3 separate regions of the Zea mays genome follow, and all the other regions are linked to region 2. The links are chromatin contacts, called in public Hi-C maps. All regions are on one chromosome and are shown on one strand. The core of a region is the stretch at or near the end of the contact, and the rest is flanking DNA. Distances in the headings are between cores, read along the strand shown. Region 1 holds the start of LOC100192627. Region 2 holds the start of LOC100304210. Region 3 holds the start of LOC100216974.

Evidence for each region. Hi-C and Micro-C count contacts between places; a contact is called where the count stands out from the background.
Region 1: a contact with region 2 is called in a Hi-C map of tassel, with 8 times the contacts expected there. The contact joins the promoter of LOC100192627 here to the promoter of LOC100304210 in region 2. A contact is called at or near these places in 10 of 25 Hi-C or Micro-C datasets (bundle sheath, ear, leaf and 3 more) and 1 of 3 datasets of contacts at active chromatin or transcription factors (leaf).
Region 3: a Hi-C map of bundle sheath shows a contact between it and region 2, with 2.8 times the contacts expected there. The contact joins the promoter of LOC100216974 here to the promoter of LOC100304210 in region 2. A contact is called at or near these places in 5 of 25 Hi-C or Micro-C datasets (bundle sheath, ear, endosperm and 2 more).

What each region holds. Positions count from the first base shown.
Region 1 is chr1:236,197,362-236,200,061 of Zm-B73-REFERENCE-NAM-5.0, reverse strand. It overlaps LOC100192627, which reads left to right and starts at 1,393. Exons shown (of 19, transcript NM_001329573.1): 1 at 1,393-1,829; 2 at 2,294-2,688. The coding sequence starts at 2,450.
Region 2 is chr1:236,390,449-236,393,148 of Zm-B73-REFERENCE-NAM-5.0, reverse strand. LOC100304210 reads left to right here and starts at 1,251. Exons shown (of 4, transcript NM_001165660.1): 1 at 1,251-1,472; 2 at 1,587-2,700. The coding sequence starts at 1,658.
Region 3 is chr1:236,554,604-236,557,303 of Zm-B73-REFERENCE-NAM-5.0, reverse strand. LOC100216974 reads left to right here and starts at 1,270. Exons shown (of 8, transcript NM_001317379.1): 1 at 1,270-1,567. It overlaps LOC100286228 (mitochondrial import inner membrane translocase subunit TIM16), which reads left to right. Exons shown (of 4, transcript NM_001159116.2): 4 at 1-72.

The DNA of each region.
Region 1 (2,700 bases), core at 144-2,643, 190 kb after region 2:
GGTCGTTCCTGAGATTTTAGGGGCCCTGGGCGAAAACTTATAAGTAGGCCCTTTTAACCCATAAGTAGGTCCTTTTAACCCATGTGTATATATATATAATATCTATATATGCATATATATAATTATAAACATATATGTTGAAAGGTTCAAAAATTATATTAACTAAATTAATAAAAACTTACTTGGCACATTGGATTATCTTATAAAGTTTCTTCGAACACTCTTTAATACAGAGACATTGAGTATGTTATTAATATCGACATATACTATTTCAATCTTGATGATATGATATAACCATATATGTGGACGTAATCGTAGCTTGTCTCTTATATAACCGTAATTACTTGGCAAGAATTAGGGCACTTTGGAAATAGGAAATGACGTATACCGTATACTAGTAAAGTGTTCGTACATTGCTACGTTTTCTATTTACGATTAAGTATATAATATAAAACATAAAGACATGTGTGTTCTATTGGCTAAGTGAGTGTAAATGTTGGTTTAAAGCCAACAATTATGGTTTGAATCCTTATTGTACATAATGTTAGCATTTTTCATTTAAATATAGAATGCACAATGACAGTGGAAATCATGGAACTAGAAAAATGGTGTTTAAATATAGTAGAGACGTGAACGTGATCATAGCTTGGCTTAGATATTTTGATCGATCAACTAACAAAGCGAATGTTGTTTGTTTAGTCTGATTTAATCACCAAACACTGTACTTAAATATATACTTAGTGGGGGGCCCAACATTTTGGGGGCCCTGGGCGGCCGCCCGGCTCGACCACCCCCAGGTCCGGCCCTGCTTAGGGTGTGTTTGGTTGGACGTACAAGAAGGGATAAAAGAGGACGACCATATTTTCTAGTGTTTGGATGCGAGTTACGCAAGAGCAAGGTAAACACGGGAACAATTTTTGATGGCGGCGTGATTAAAAAATAAAGGGGACAATGTCACCCCGCCTCATTTTAGTTTGATCTCGAACAAACGCATCCTTATTACCTGTGTGCATCGCGTGATGCATAACGCCGTTGGGTCGGTCTAAATTATGAATCACATCTATAATACCTACATTCGCAATGTAGGATTTTTCTCCTGCTGGTTTTCACATAAATAATAAACCGTTTGTTTGGTCACTGCCTCACTGCAATTTCGTTGTCATAACTCAAACAGAGGTCAGGGTCACGCGACATTGCAATGTCACGGACAAAATAATGACGTCTTTTCCGTGGAACAGTGGTCCGCGATGCGGCCGCTACTTCTGTCCGCGGACCCCACCGCCAGCTTCAGGGGCTACGTGCACCGAGTCCAGCTGTTCTCGTGGACGTGGCCTTCCGCTCTCCTCCCTCTTCAGCTTTTTCCACCTCTTCTGCAGTTCTTCTCGTGCGCCCTCACAGTAGACGTGCTAGGCTGCTAGCTAGGAGCAGCTCGCTGCAGTGCTTGCTGCCACTCTTCTGTCTCCTCTTGCTGCTTCTCGCTCGCTCGTCTTTAAAGCTGTCGCCTTTTGCCGCTCTCGGCGACTCGGCTCCTGCCTCCTGCCTCCCCTCCTCCTAGTCGGCTCCTCCTGAACCCGCTGGGTTCCTCGTCTGTCGTCTCCTTCTGTTTCGACATTATCCGGCAACCGGGCGGGCTAGCCAGCACTGCTGGTTCTGGGAGGCGTCGCTGGGCGGGTGCGCGCGTGTTTTGCAGTCGATGGCCGAGGCTCCGTGCACCGTCGCGGGGGGCGGTTTGCGCGGACGCGGTGGTACGCTGTGATGCCGGTCAGCAGCTGGCGACGGTGCCCGTGCGTCTCTTGGCTGCTGGTGCGCGCGCGCGGAAAGCTGAACAGGTGAACGCGTCATTCCTCAGAGCCCCCGTTTCGCGTACCTCTGCGGCGAGCCATTGCGTGTTCTTGCGATTTTTTTGGGATTTCTTTCGACTCTGTCAAGCGATCTTCTGGTTGAGCTTTTATCTGCTTTTGCGTGGGAAGTGTGTGTGTGGGATAAAAATTGCGGATTTGAACTGCCGCTCATCTTGCGCGTTGGATTTTGTGGCCTGCAATCTCGTCTTGCGTTGCGGAATCGTGCGGTTCCAGCGTCGTTTTCCCGATCCCCTGTCCCCGACGCGGCTAATCGGCCGCATTTGCGTGTTCTGCTTCTGCAGTGGCCGCCCCTTTTCTCTCCTCGGTTTCAAGCCAAAAGCTGACTCCTTTGCGTGCTTTTCTACGTTTCTTTGCCTGATGGATAGAGACGGCACTTCGTTTTTTCAGGTTATTAAATCTTTGCTAACACCGATTTCGTTGGAATCTCGCAGGTTTTGATCGGTGTGTGAGAAGGTGGAATTGCAGGTAGCGACGGCGTGAGAAGGGTCCGTTTGAGTGTTTGACAAAGGGGAAGTGGTGGTCGGAGGCGGAGAGGACGGGTGCGTGGTGGAGTTTTGCTTTCGGTGCTGGTCGGTGGCCGTGCAACGATGGCAGCAGCCGTAGCGATGCGGAGCGGGAGCAGCGATGGCGGCGGCGGGTACGAGAAGAGCGGGATGGACACGGGCAAGTACGTGCGGTACACGCCGGAGCAGGTGGAGGCGCTGGAGCGGGTGTACGCCGAGTGCCCCAAGCCCAGCTCCGCGCGCAGGCAGCAGCTGCTACGCGAGTGCCCCATCCTCTCAAACATCGAGGCCAAGCAGATTAAAGTCTGGTTCCAGAACCGGAGGTGAGCGCTGAC
Region 2 (2,700 bases), core at 2-2,501:
ATCTTCTGGCTCTTGCATTTGCCTAAAGGCCTTAGCAAATATGATATCAGCTGCACTGCCTGTATCAACCAAGACATTGTGGACCAGAAATCCTTTGATAACACAAGAGATAACCATGGCATCGTTGTGTGGGTAATCCTTGAGTTGAAGGTCCTCTTGGGAGAAGGTAATAAGAATGTGAGACCATCTTGACTTGATGAAGGGTCCTTGCACCCCAACATGCTGTACCCTTCTCTGTGCTTCCTTCTTCTGCTTCTTGTTGGCTGGCTCTGAACATGAACCGCCTGTTATTGGGAGTAGCAGCTTCGGAGCCGAAGCAGCTCCAGCTTGATCGTTGAACGAAGCCATCAGCTCAAAAAAGTGGAAGTGAGTTCACCGGAGGTGGGCGCCAATGTTGGGGACTTGTTCTCAAATGCTATGAATTAAGAACAAGGCAACATAAAATGTTAAATGTTAACGTCCTTCGTCCATGAAGCATTATTCCCTTGAGGATAATGAACCTTGGACAAAGGTTAATGAGAATATGATTACGAAGGTTAAGTCTTCGTAATTGAATTTTAATAGATTGTATAAGATAACATAAAATAAAGGGTATCGAAGGTAAATGAATCATAAACGAATTATATTATAATATATTGAATCATTGAATACAGTTATACCTCTGCCTTGGCAAAGATTGGTTCCCGAATGATGCGATTGCAATTATCAGAATCCGTGAACAGTAAAGGAATACTGTTTACTATTTATAGACACAGGACACAGTCTGTGAAGAATTACAATTATGCCCCTCATAAAAGTTTACAACATTGACTCAGACCCTTATGGACTAAAAGGTCATTCTATCTTTAAGTCGGTTTGTAATACCGAAGCTTCATGAGGAGGAACCTTCGGCCATCCCATACAAACAGCTTCAGCCGAAAACCGCTTCTTCCTACAAGACCTTCGGCGACGAAGCATAGTCCCAACAGGTTTAAAACATCCCAACTAATTTAGTTAATTTCTTGTTAGTTAACTAATAATTAGCTCTAGAGATTTGAAAGATCGATAAGTTGATAAAAATTTATATACCAGTTATTTTTTAAGAAATTATATTATATAGTGTATGTGTTAAAACTAGCTAACCAAAAGGTGTCCATCTTATCGATGACAAATTGTTAAAGATCCCCCACGCAACAAGGAGAGGTGTCCGAGGCCTCCCACCTCATAATTCCAACCCACTGTGTGTGCCGCTGTAGCAGCGCGCGCCACCACCGTCAACTTCTCCCCACCTCGCCGCCGTCTAGATTTCGTCTCCTGGGCTCGAGCAACCGAAGCAGGCTTGGGGTGTTCTCGGAGAGAATCGTTGCCTCGGCCGATGCCGGCCCTGATGTAGGTTTCTGCTCTGCTTTGCCCGGTGCCAACGTCTCTCCCGGAGTAGCGGTTCCGCCGCCCCATGATCTGCCAGTTGGAACACATGGGCGTTCACGGAGGAGGTATCGCTGCTGCTGTCGCCGTTCCGTTCCAATTGCTTGCTTTTCGTTTCGTTTCGTGGGTTGCGTAGGGTGGTTTGGTACTTGGATTCGTGTGAATAACGGGGAACGTGGCAGGTTGCTCTGCTGGACAGTGACCGCATTTGGTAGCGGTGGAGGAAGACGACGAAGAGGAGGAGGAGTAGGCCATGAAGGAGGTGGCCGAGGAAAGGTGCCTTGACCCGCAGCTGTGGCACGCGTGCGCTGGCGGCATGGTGCAGATGCCGCCCGTGCGCTCCCGTGTCTACTACTTCCCGCAGGGTCACGCGGAGCACGCGCATGGCGGCGGGGCCGCGGACCTCGCCGGGGCGCGAGCGCTCCCGTCGCTCGTGCTCTGCAGCGTCACCGGGGTGCGCTTCCTGGCCGATCCGGAGACCGACGAGGTCTTCGCCAAGATCCGCCTGGTGCCGGTCGCGCCCGGCGAGGTGGAGTTCCGAGAGCCCGATGAGTTCAGCGTCGACCCCGCGGACGCCCGGGAGAAGCTTTCTTCCTTCGCCAAGACGCTGACGCAGTCCGACGCCAACAACGGTGGCGGCTTCTCGGTGCCGCGCTACTGCGCCGAGACCATCTTCCCCAAGCTCGACTACCGGGCCGACCCGCCGGTGCAGACGGTGCTTGCCAAGGACGTGCACGGGGAGGTCTGGAAGTTCCGCCACATTTACCGGGGCACGCCGCGCCGGCATTTGCTCACCACGGGATGGAGCACGTTCGTCAACCAGAAGAAGCTCGTCGCCGGGGACTCCATCGTCTTCCTGCGCACTGAGCATGGCGAGCTGTGCGTCGGGATACGGCGTGTCAAGCGGGTGTCCTGTGGTGGCATGGAGTGCATGTCTGGGTGGAACGCCCCGGGGTATGGGGCCTTGTCGGCATTCTTGAAGGATGAGGAGGGTAAGATGATGAAGAGTCATGGTGGGTACATGAGAGGTAGGGGGAAGGTGAAGATCACGGATGTTGTCAACGCCGCAAGTCTAGCAGCGAGCGGACAACCATTTGAAGTTGTGTACTACCCGAGAGCTAGCACACCGGAGTTTGTTGTGAAGGCTGCATCGGTACAGAACGCGATGAGGAACCAGTGGTGCCCGGGGATGAGGTTCAAGATGGCATTTGAGACAGAGGATTCGTCAAGGATCAGTTGGTTTATGGGGACGATAGCTTCTGCTCAGGTTGCTGACCCAATCAGATGGCCAAATTC
Region 3 (2,700 bases), core at 21-2,520, 160 kb before region 2:
GGGCTCTGGCTCGGTGGCGCTTACAACTTTGTTATTTTGCCATATGATGATTGTGCCAAACCATTATTCTTGATACTACCTGCATTGATGTGAAATCCATAATTTTTACTCTCTCCGTCCTAAAATATGATTTATTTTAGCTCTTGATGTTTATGTCTATACTCAAATAGATGATGATGAATGTAGAAATATATAAAATATATAAATCAAGCATTATGGAGCTATTAGTTGTATTATGAATCTATTAATTGTATTACGAATCTATTAATTATTTAAAACGAATTTTAATTGGCGACGGAGGGAGAACTTTTCGAATTTTTGATTGAGGGTGTCGGATGGAGACATATTGGAGGGGATGTAGGTTCGGCTTGCGTGTTGGAAACATTTGCTGTCCTTGCTGTTAGGCTGCCAAACGGGCATGTCCTCGTTTGTGAGGAAATAATGGTGGTCAGCCTATCAATCCGGCGAAGAATTCTGCATGATTCCAAAATGTTTGGTACTGGTTCCAGTGTCCGGCTGACCAATTGCGCTGTTACATTTCATTTTACGAGACTCGGCAGCAGGTTCAAAATCGTTTTTCTTATACAGCTACTAGTATATCTTTAGCCTAGGCCCAAGGGTGGTGGTCAGTCCTCAGCTGATGCTCGCTGGTCCACTGAAGCCTGATAGTGATAGCTGGTTGTGTGCGGTGTGCCCCCTTCGGATCACCAATCGTGTTTCTGTTCCAGTTCAACCGTGCAGAAAATTCAGTATCAGTCGTTTTCATCCAGCGATGTTACTGCGAGGTACGAACAGAAGGAGAAGTCCTTCATTCCCTTTCCATTTGACGGGATCGCTGGAACGGACCCCGCCGTGTTCGTGCATCGCGCTTGTCAGGATGCTATTGGTGGGCCGGGCTGCAGTGCAAGGTTGGATAGCAGCGTACGCGTCCCTAATTAAAACAGCAGCTGGGGCCTTTGGGGTGAGGCAGCCGAGGTGTCCAAGTGCAAGTGATACGAGTACGATACGTATAATCATTATCATTATCAAGTAGGGGTTACATATATCGGACGATAAATGTACGTATCCCGGGAATACACAAACACACACAGTCCAGGTAGGGCCCATGTATCAGAGAGTAGGACTAGGGACTTGTGTACACTGGTCTGGATGGAATCATACCGTGGCCCTCGTGGCCTCGTGGGTGGGACACCACACGTCCTACACTGCGAGCGCGAGGCAAGAGGAGGGGGAGAAGGCGACGCGGCGCGATCATGCGAGCGACGGCGGGCGTTTGAGCTGTTCGCCACCTACCCCTCCCTCCTTCCTTTCATTTTTCTGGAAGACTTCTTCGGCCTCACGCATCTCCTCCTCCAATCCAATTCACAAACACACACGGGCAATCAATTAGCAGAACCCGCGCCACCCCCCTTCCTCGGAGTCGGAGCGAGTCGAGGAACGGCTCGTCTGCCTCTCCCGTTCTCCTTCCTCTCCTCCCCAGAAGATCCGATCCATCATCGAGGACTCGCCGGGAAGAATCAAGGATATATAGATAATATACAAACAAAGGTTCCTCCAGAGCCCAGAGGTGCGTACGATTCCCCCCCACCCCCGATCGCTCGCTGGCTTACCTCTATCTGTTGTTCGTCCCATTCATTCGTCGTCGATGCGATACGTTTGGCCGCTTGTCTACTTTGATTGATCGTTGAGAACCGGGATCCTTTTTTTTTCCTTCTCGGGGGGTAAACAGGATCAGGAAATTCAGGATTCCGTTGGTGCGTGCGTGCGTGTGTTCGAGTCGTTGTGCACACACACACACACCAGGAAAATCTCCGCAGGCCGCAACATCTTGTCCGCCCCCATTTCACCTTCGTCTCCAAACTGGAGACGGGCCGCCGCCGTACGTCCGTCGCCTTCAGTTTTACGGGCTCTTGTTTCCGACGATCGACGCGCAGGAGCTCGGGCCCCCGCCCGTTTTTCGAGAACACGTTGCCAATTTTAGAGAAGGCGCGTGCGCATTCTTGTGCGTCGCATGTTTTCCGGAGCGTGCGCATCCGTGTGTTGCGTGCTGGAGACTGGAGAGCAAGTGGTGTTAAGGAGTAGTACAGAATTAGCAACGCGGAGGAGTTGGTGGCCGAAATGGCTCCTCACGTATGAACTAGGTCAGGCTGATATACTATTAGTTACAGAATAATCTTAATCTTGGTTAGAAGTTAGAACCCACCTTAGACAGACAGGGGTGGCTTTCTGAATAGACAGGCATGCAATAGATGTTGCCAAGCTGGTAGTCGTAAGCGTCACTGTTGCCAAGCTGGTAGTCAAACCAACCGAAGGGACTCAGCACAAGCACTGCCTAGTGCATAATCCGACGTGGCAGCGCTGCACTGGCCTGACTGAGGAGGAGCCCCTTTGTTCGCCTCTGTGCGTCTGCGCAAATTCCTCACCACGTCATCGCGTGCGTGGCGCCGGTGTTTGGTTTAGGTAATCTAGTAATAAAAGGGATTGAAATGGATTGATATGTATTGTGATAGTTTTTTGATTTATTAGGAATTTATACACTCTCCAATCCCTCCAAACCATTTCAATACTAAAGTAACCAAAGTTTAGTTTGTGACTTCGTGTCATATCAAATATTTGAATATCAATTATGAGTATTAAATATCGACTTAATTAGGTTTAATAAATTTCTATCGTCTTTTAGTCCTTATCTATGAATTTAGT